2 separate regions of the Manis pentadactyla genome follow, and region 2 is linked to region 1. Evidence: chromatin contacts called from public Hi-C data. All regions are on one chromosome and are shown on one strand. The core of a region is the stretch at or near the end of the contact, and the rest is flanking DNA. Distances in the headings are between cores, read along the strand shown.

The links. A called contact is a pair of places that touch in the nucleus more often than the background predicts.
Region 2: a contact with region 1 is called in a Hi-C map of fibroblasts, with 5 times the contacts expected there. The contact joins the promoter of NOS3 here to the promoter of LOC118919539 in region 1. A contact is called at or near these places in 2 of 3 Hi-C or Micro-C datasets (fibroblasts and skin fibroblasts).

The regions. Positions count from the first base shown.
Region 1 is chr7:143,456,235-143,460,857 of mManPen7.hap1, forward strand. LOC118919539 (GTPase IMAP family member 4) reads left to right here and starts at 1,854. Exons shown (of 6, transcript XM_057504913.1): 1 at 1,854-2,189; 2 at 2,859-2,922. The coding sequence starts at 2,123.
Region 2 is chr7:143,778,239-143,782,699 of mManPen7.hap1, forward strand. It overlaps NOS3 (nitric oxide synthase 3), which reads left to right and starts at 1,988. Exons shown (of 26, transcript XM_036899709.2): 1 at 1,988-2,185; 2 at 3,492-3,594; 3 at 3,927-4,075; 4 at 4,295-4,457. The coding sequence starts at 2,028. The region is part of intron 2 of KCNH2 (potassium voltage-gated channel subfamily H member 2); the gene reads right to left.

The DNA.
Region 1 (4,623 bases), core at 604-3,103:
GTGTGTGTGTGGTGTCTGTTTTTTGGGAAGTTACCTTTTAAACCTAATTGATCAACAGTTGCTGCTGACTCAGGATGATGACCTGAGGTGTAACTGATGAGTGCCAGCAGGTGGCAGCAGAGAGCCACCCAGGGCTTGGGGAGCCAGGACAGAAAGCAGGGGTGGGAATGGGGGCACCAGCTGAGACAGAGGCAGGACCCGCCAGAGTTGGGATCCCGGGGACTGGCAGTGAGGAGTTCGAAGGCAGGAGGTGGAGAGAAAGGGGCAGGCTGTGCGTGGGCACCCCTGCTCAGATGGCCAGGAGCGGAGGAGGGGCTCGGTGGAAGGACTGCGTGATGGCTCCTTGCTCCAGCCGGGATGCGGTCCAGCTGTGCCTGCCCCGAAGCCCGTGCGCTTCCTGCCGTACTGCGCCGTATCGGGCCCTGTTTCAGGAGCTGCGGACACAGTCATCAGCAAGACAGGTACAGCCCCCGTTTCAAGGAGCTTTCTGTGTGTAGTGGTTTGGGGGATATGGAAACGCATCTTGGATATCGCAGAGGAATAGTCTGATGTAGAGGCCAAGTCACTGCAGAAACCTTCACTTTTTTTTTAACCGTCTTAACCGTTTTAAGTGTGTGAAGCAGTCATCATCACTAATACAGTCACAGCACTGGGCACCCATCACCACCCAGCCCCGTGCCCCCGCATCTTGTAAAGTGGAGCCTCTGTACCCATGAAGCCATAACTCCCCAGTCTCTCCTCCTGAAATCTTCACTTCGTAGGGGGAAAAAACTGGAGAATTTGGAGAAATTTCGGGAAGAACCAGAGTAAGGTATTGCCTCCCCTCACGGGAAGCTCTGGGAGGCTGCAAAGCTCCCGAGAAGCTCGCTCGCCTGCGGTGCCCTTCATGCCCCAGGGTCCTCCTTTTCGGTGGCTTTCTTCATGTAAAATCAGCTCTCACCAGCTTTTAATCACCCTTGACTTTTTAAAGCTCTAATACCAACATAGTTTTGACTTCCAAAAAGCTGCTTTGCTACCATTATAAGCTATTTAGGATTTAAGACCTTTCTGTTTTAACTGCCGATCAGTTCTCTAGGCCTCTTGTGCCTGTTCTCTCTAGACCTTTCCAGAAACAGTTCAACTCCTTTAAGCCTTTGCTGCCAGCTGAGTCGGTGAGAATGACCATCCTCACAACAAGGGAGCACTTTGTCTTGTTCAGCAATAAACACGGCAAGGGGCCCCCAGCATTCAGGAAGCCCTTCACCGCAAGGGGCCACCGGCCTCTCCTGAGTCTGGCCCCAGCGCCCTGGGCACCTGATGCCCTTCTCCCTGCTGGGTGCCCAGGGCTGTCACGGAGAGGCTGTCTCCAGCTGTGTGTGTGTATGTGTGTGTGTGTGTGTGTGTGTGTGTGAGTGCATATGGGCAGTGGGGGGGTGCTCACACCTGCAGAGGCCAGAGGAAGGTTTCTTGTGACTGTATTCTCTTGGAAAGTGGGGTATTAGGAGCAAAATACATCTGTTCCCAGCATTCCTTTGGGTAGCAGCCACCTGGGCTTCTGGTAGGCTGTCCTCGCTTTGGCCTGCCAGGGCTCCTTTCTAAACTCTCCCACCGGCTTGGCACCTGGTGACGGTCTGGGCAGCTTCTGGCTTCTCTGGGTCTGGGCCTGCAGTCTGTGTGGGCCTGGGAGTTCGCTCCCTCTGCTGAGTCCCCTCTGGGATGGAGCGGAGCAAGAAACAAGGATTTCGGGAACCAACAGAAGCAGCACCCCCTGCCAAACCTCCAAGCCAAAAACACTAGAAGGAAAAGGAGAAACTTGAGAAAACCTCTGGGGAGCTGACGGCTGGTTTGATTTGCTGGCTGCAGCCTAGGGCGCAGGGAATCAGAGCGTCCAGGAGGAGCCTCGGTCGGAGGGAGTTTCATTAAAGCTCCTGTTCCTGCCTCATCTCCAGCCAGCAGCCCAGATGGACGGCGATGTCCTCGTGATAATCTCAAGGCGGCAGAAAGAGTCCTGCCAGGCGCCATTGAAAACATTTGCAGACGCCGCAGCTGCGCCCTGCGTTTGCTTCCAGGCCCCACCCCCGGCACTGCAGGGCTAGGGGATTCCAGCCTGGAGGACCCTCTTCCCAGGGCAGCCTGACCTTAGATGCCCATGTCAGCAAAAGTTGAGAAAAGGTGGGAGGAATTAGGTGGTGCTTGGAGACAGAAGCAGGGTAAGAGAACATTCTTTTTCAAAGATGGGAGAAAGAGGGCTCAGTCTTAAACCCATGGCAAAGGTGCAGGAGATGGGGGGATGCTAGTGGCCCTGGGGAGGGGAGACTAGCTGGAGAGAGGCCCTTAAGCAGAGGTGAGAGGATAGGGTTGGTGCTCAGTCGGAGCCCTTGGGCTTAGCCAGGCTCATTCATCTAACGGGAAGGAAGGTGGAGGCCCTGGGCACAGACTGAGGTGGGTGGGAGACGCAGGTGGGGCCATTGGAGGGTCTCTGCTCACCTCTGTTTGCCTAGAGGAAGAGGAAGCAGGGTCATCAGCTGAGTGGGGTTGGGGAGGGGGCGGGGGTGCAGCAAGTTGGCTGGGGAGTGAGAGAGGGAACGGGCTACAGCACAGAGGGGTGACACCCAGCAGTAAGGGTCCCACGGGAAGTGAAGTCAGCAGCGGGTTTGTTTGCTTCCCAGAGCGGCTGTCAGCTGCGCAGCGGGGTGGAGCGTGGGGTGCACAGGGCTGTGTGCAGGCAGGCGCCCCACGCCTCCCCTCAGCTAGACTGAACGTTGGGCGTGTGTCTTCCGGACTCTTGGCTCGCCACCGCCCTGCTCTTGGAGCTTTCACTTTGGAAAGCTGTAATTGCAAATCCTTTCCTGCCCCTTTGAGATATGTCTTTTAAACAGCTTCCTGCCCGATGTATGACCCTGACTGTCTTCCTCCTGTATGTGGGCGCCTTTCCCTTGGCAGGTAAGCATGGAGGGAGGCAGCGCCTGGCTCCCCGTGTGTGCGTGTGTGGAGGTGGTGGAGGTGGGGAGAAGCCTAACCGATGCGCGCCGGTCAGCAGACATACAGGCCCGCGCGCACCCACCCACGTTCCCCTGGCCTCCCGGGCTTTCCCCCTGGCTCACCGCAGCGTTGCAGGGCCGCGTCCAGTCCGGATTCTGGCCCCTCTGCCCTGTTCTCAGAGCCGGGGCTGGACTCCGCCCTGCCTGCGCACCCTGCAGCCTCACCCCTCGGGGCTGGGGCTCCTGGCCGCTCTCCCAGGGAGGCAGAGCCAAGGCTCCCATTCTCCCGATGGTCACCCGCTCTGAGGGAGGAGCCTCTGTGCCCGCATCTCGGGTCCTCTCTCTGGCCCCGTGGTTCCTTATTGCCCTTCTGCTTCTGGAATGCTTTTGAGACTTAACCATGGCTTCATCCTGTTGACTGTGAGTTGTTCCCAGTGAGAGGGTTGGCGTGATGACGGGGGAAGCAGGACTCAGTCATGACCTTCTTGGATTCTCTGCCCCTCCTGTCCCTAGTGCCTCAGACTCACTGTCCCCAGATGAAGTGCTCATCGTCCCCCAAAACACCACCCTCTCCGCTGCAGCTCCATGAAGCCACCGGAAGTGCTGTGGTCACAGACGTCCAGAGCCGGCCAGCCCCGGGGGCCACTCGCCTTTATGTGAATGAGAAAAATGATGTCTCTCCTTCAAGTTAAATGTTTATAAATAGGCATATCACTTCTTAATAATAATTACTATAACAAACAAGGACTGTTTCAATAAGACATTTAATTCCATCAGAAAACTGTCTAAATATACAAATTTAGTTACAAGGCACTTTACTGCCATCTGCCAAAATTGTAGTAAACACACATGTCCCATCTTTGAAGTAAAACAACATATAATAACATTTCTCAAAATAAGAAATGTCTGTGCTGTGAATAGTGCTCCCTTTGATATGGCAACCGGGAGAATTGTAATAACAATGCTGAATTAATCTTTTTGTATTCTTTTGTTGTTTCTACCTTCCACCATTCATTTTCACTGTCATTATATTAGCTCATATTCTTATTAGCTTGGATCGCTGCAGTAGCCTTTAGCTGGTCCTCTTCCCTCCAGCCTGACCCAGTGTCCCCACATGCCCAGCTACTCTCAGGACCTTGAAAGCCTGTGACACGTGCCATTCTCCCTCTGCCTGAGTGTCCTCACAGGGAGGTCTCTACACGCCCTTCATCACTTCAGGGCAGCCTGAACTTCCCCGGGCAGCCTCCTCCTCCACTGTGCCTAATGATCTCTCTCCTTGCAGTACCTGCCACAATTAGCAGCTGGCTTATGGATTCTTTATAAGTTTGTTTCCCCCCTTGGTTATTCCTCCACCCTGTAGGGTTTCCAGTGCCCCCTCTCTGCTCCTATGGCCCCCTGAGTGCATTTACGACAGCACATGTTCCATGTTCACAGCCACAACTTCAGTCTCTTTCCATCATCTGAGCTCCTTGAGTCAGGCACTAGCCTCGCGAGTCCCTGAGCCCCTGTGTCTAACACGGCGCTTGCTCCTTACTTGTGTAGCTTGAGCCTTCCAAGGTCAAAAGATTTCTGGAAGTCCAGCCCCTCTTACTCCTACTTGCTTTGAGAGGCGTTGAAGGGAGTGTGTTGTGAGATCCTGGGGGAGCCGTTCTGTCATTATCCT
Region 2 (4,461 bases), core at 738-3,237, 320 kb after region 1:
TCTTGAAGGGATTGCTGGACAGGATACTTTCAGAGCTGCAAGGCCAGGTCATGAGAGAGGGGTAGAAAGGGCAAAGGGCAAGGTGGATGGGACAGCATAGGCAAGGGCCCACAGGTAGGGATGTACAGGACTGTTTGGGAACCCATGAGGAAGCCCATTTGTCTAGAAGAGAGGGTGTGAGTATCACACTTGGGAAACCGAGGGCCAGGCCAGTGTGTTGGAGTGGCCTTGGCCTTGGGTTGAAGGTTTCAGAAAGAGCCAAAGCAAGAGGTAAGCCCTCCTTTGGCAATGAATCTGGAGCAGAGATGGGAGGGAAGACCCTGAGGTCAGGAGACCCCAGGGAGGGGCTATGGTTACTGGTGCAGGCAGGAGGTCATGAGGGCGTCAGCATCTAATGTTTGTTGTCACCTGGTCCCTGATGAGACCAACCACAGCTCTGTTAACTGGAATCTGGATAAAGGAGTCATTCCTGATCATTGCATTTTAGGTGGTGTCTGAACGGGAACCAGAAGTGGACTCTTTCACTTCATCCTTCATGGGTGAAAATGTCTGAGAAGCAGGGGCCTGGATCCCAACTCCTGCCTTGCTGGGAAAGGGAGGCCAGCAGGGTGGAGCCTCGGGCACCTGGGCCACAGGGACAGGCAGGCTGAGAAGGGACCTCATGCTTCTGCCTCGCACCTTCCCCTTTGTTGAAAGTGGGACAGCAAAGCTCTCTGGTGTCTGGGAGCTCAGGCTTGTCCATGTTTATGAGGCCCCCTCACCCTCCTCCCTCCAAACTGGCAGACCCGACCTTCTTGGTATGACCCCAGAGCTCACAGCACAGCCCGTTCCTTCCGGCTGATCCGCCTGCCTGCCCTGTACCCAGGCCCACCCCAATCTTATCCTTTGCTGCTTTTCAAAGGAGTCCAGCCAACACAAATGTACATGTTTGTTTGTCTGCCTGTCTGCTTCTCCCAGTCTCTGCCTAGCCCAGTCCCTCAACTTCCGTCTCTTTCTCACAGTTTCTCTCAGTATCTGTGGTCTCAAATTGAGGAGGCTTGGACCCTGTGGATCCAGTTGCCCCAGCTCATAGCCTTTCTGCAGCCCCCAAGTGGCTTAAAACTACAAACCCCAGCATGCACTACTACCTGAGGTGCCTGAGGAGTGCTGGCTTGCACCACCTGCATTCTGGGAATCGTAGTTCTCCTATGCCCACCCTCTTGCTGAGGCTCCATGATCTCCCCTGGGAGCAGTCCCTGCCTCAGCTCTGACTGCTGGGTCTATCTGCTGACTTACTGCGCCCAGGGAAGCATGCGTCACTGGATGACAGGGTGGGGGCGGAGGCCCTGGATGGCAGCTTCCTGCTCTTTTGTGTCCCCCCACTTGAGTCACAGGGAGTGGGGGTTCCAGGAAATTGGGACTGGGAAGGGAAGGGATACCCTAATGCAGACTCCAGGACAAAGGGTCACTGCATCCTTGCTGGGCCTGTAACCCCAAGAACCCAAAAGGACTTGAAGGTTGGGGTCCAGGGGGTTTTAAATGTGGGTAAGTTGGTGAAGAATACCACCTAAGCAACCCTACAGGTCCCTGTGGTCACTAAGAATCTGGGAATCATGCCCTGCTACTGAGTGTTCACCTTCTGCCTCACCCCTTAGGGCAGGGCTGGCAAAGGTGAGGCGGGAGGCCTCTACTCTGGTCAGGCATCTCAGAAGGGCCCTTCTGACCCTCTGGCTGTTCACTCCGTTATCCCCCCACCAACACTTCAGCTCCTGCACCCCACCCCAGGGCTCCATGGGACACCTGGGTTCTCACTTATCAGCCTTAGTTCTTGGAGCGGAACCCAGGCGTCCGGCCCCCCACCCTCTGGGCTGGCAGGCATGGAGCCGAGGCTTTAGAGCCTCCCAGCCGGCCTTGTTCCTGTCCCATTGTGTGTGGGACAGGGGCGGGGCGAGGGCCAGCACCAGAGAGCCCCCTCCCACTGACGCCTCCCCTTCCTAAGGAAAAGGCCCAGGCTCTGCTTGAAGCAGCAGAACTGAAGCAAGGCCAGCATGGGCAACTTGAAGAGCGTGGGCCAGGAGCCTGGGCCGCCCTGCGGCCTGGGGCTGGGGCTGGGCCTTGGGCTGTGCGGCAAGCAGGGCCCAGCCCCCCCAGCACCTGAGCCCAGCCGGGCACCAGCACCTGCACCCCAGCCTGCACCAGACCACAGGTGAGGGCCACCAGGGTTGGAGCAGGTGGCAGGAGAGTGGGTGTCAAGGCCTGAAGCCTGGGGCTGGGGAGGGCAGGAGCCTGCAGCCCAACCAGGAGGGCCAGGTCGCCAACACAAACTGGCTATCAGCTTGGAAAGAGCAGGATGGTCAGGGAGGCTCAGACAAGAGACCAGGATCAGGGCCAGCAGGAACAGGTGAAAGTCGGGGGTAAAGGTGCCAGCTTTCCAGGTTTGAATGGCCAGGGTTTAAATGCTGCTCTGCTGCCAAACTGTTTGACTTTGAGCAAGTTATTTAACAATTCTGATTCTACATATATATAAAATAGGGATATAGCATATTTATCTATGGGGTTGTTGTAAGTTTATATAGCTCGGGCAAGCCTTCAAGAACCAGTAAAGATTATTTAAAAAGAAAGTAAGAGGCTGGGAGGGTAGTTATGGAAGAGTGAGAAGATGGATCTCACAGAGGGGGAGAGAGTTGGGCCAGGACACTCGGGGCCCTTGGGATGGGAGACTGAGAAGACAGCACAGGGAGGCCCTTCCCCTGCTCCAGGATCCCTCTTAGTGACCTTCAAGCCCACAGCTGACCTGGCAGCGCCAGCCCCCAGAGGCAGCTTTCAGGGGCAGAGGTCTCTGGAGAGAGGAAGGACATGCTGAGGCCAGGCTGAGCACCAGGCCTGGCTAGGCAGCTGGGCTGCAGGCAGCTCCCAGGGAAGGGCTCCGCACAGACGCCCTGAGGCCCGAGTCCCTCCCTTCCTCCTCGCTGCTGGCCTAGCAGCTCTGGGAGGAAGTGATAAGGCCTCTGAGGCTTCCCTTCACACGATGGCTGCTGTCAGGAGGGGTGTGAGTGGGGAGGGAAATCTGGGCCTGAGGAATCCCTGCTGGGGCTTCCCTCTGCTCAGCATGGGCTCCGTCCCCCTTTCAAGGTAGGGCTCATCACAACTTTGGGGGGTTAGACACTCCATGTTCACAAAAGGCAAGGTGGGCCCTGCATGGGGATGAATACCCAGCCTGGGGCCAGGCGCTCAGGAGCTTAGCGCATCCGGAGGACGGGTGAAGAAGGTGTGAGCTCTGCCTGCAAGGCCCGGCTGGGCCCCTAACTTTGCTGAGCCTTCGTCCCTCAGCTGTAAATTGGGTGCAAGCACTACACACCCCTAGGTTGCTGTAAGGGCTGAGACCATGTAAGAGCACATCTGTCAGGCCAGCAGTAAATCATCAGGACTGGTAGCGCTGGAGGCAGGGGGTTGCTTCTCTGGGTACCTCCAGAAGGAAACACCCCTCCTCCATGACCCCCGGCTCCCAACAGCCCCCCGCTCACCCGGGCCCCAGAGGGGCCCAAGTTCCCCCGTGTGAAGAACTGGGAGGTGGGCAGCATCACCTACGACACCCTGAGCGCCCAGGCACAGCAGGTAAGGCCCAGAGCCCTCCCATCCCAGCTGAGGCCAGAATGGCTGAGGCCTGCCCTCTGGAACTGGCCCCTGGTCTCCAGAGGCCAGAGAGCTGGAAGAGCAAGGAACGTGCATGCACAGTGCTTTGGTGACTCTCAGCCTCCGGCTCTTGCCCCAAGTCCTGCACTGACCCAGCCCAACCTCACCCCTACTTCCAGCCTCAGCCCCTGCCTTGAGTCCACACCTCCCCAGTCCAGACCTCCCTCTGCCCCTCATCCCAGGGCAGTGTACCCTGACCTGGTCCTGACCTTTGGCTCCCTGCTCTCTCCTCCTCTGCCCCCACCCCAACCCAGGATGGGCCCTGCACCCCACGACGCTGCCTGGGCTCCCTAGTATTTCCAAGGAAACTGCAGAGCCGGCCCTCCCAGGCCCCTCCAGCTGCTGAGCAGCTGCTGAGCCAGGCCAGGGACTTCATCAACCAGTACTACAGCTCCATCAAGCGGTGAGACCCTGCCCTGAGGCCCACAGCCCACCCTGTCCTCTGCCCTGGGGTCCCTGTCCTGATGAGGCCTGGAAACATGATTACCTCCCTGGAATCCACTCCTATCCCCCGTCCTGATGCCACCCACACAGGACCAGAGCTCAGCACCCGCCAGCCTCCCTCACAAGCCACACAAAGCCTGAGGGCCACACAACTTCCTTCTGCTCCCGTCCTCCACAGGAGTGGTTCCCAGGCCCATGAGCAACGGCTTCAGGAGGTGGACGCTGAGGTGGTGGCCACAGGCACCTACCAGCTTCGGGAGAGTGAGCTGGTGTTCGGGGCCAAGCAGGCCTGGCGCAACGCTCCACGCTGTGTGGGTCGGATCCAGTGGGGGAAGCTGCAGGTGT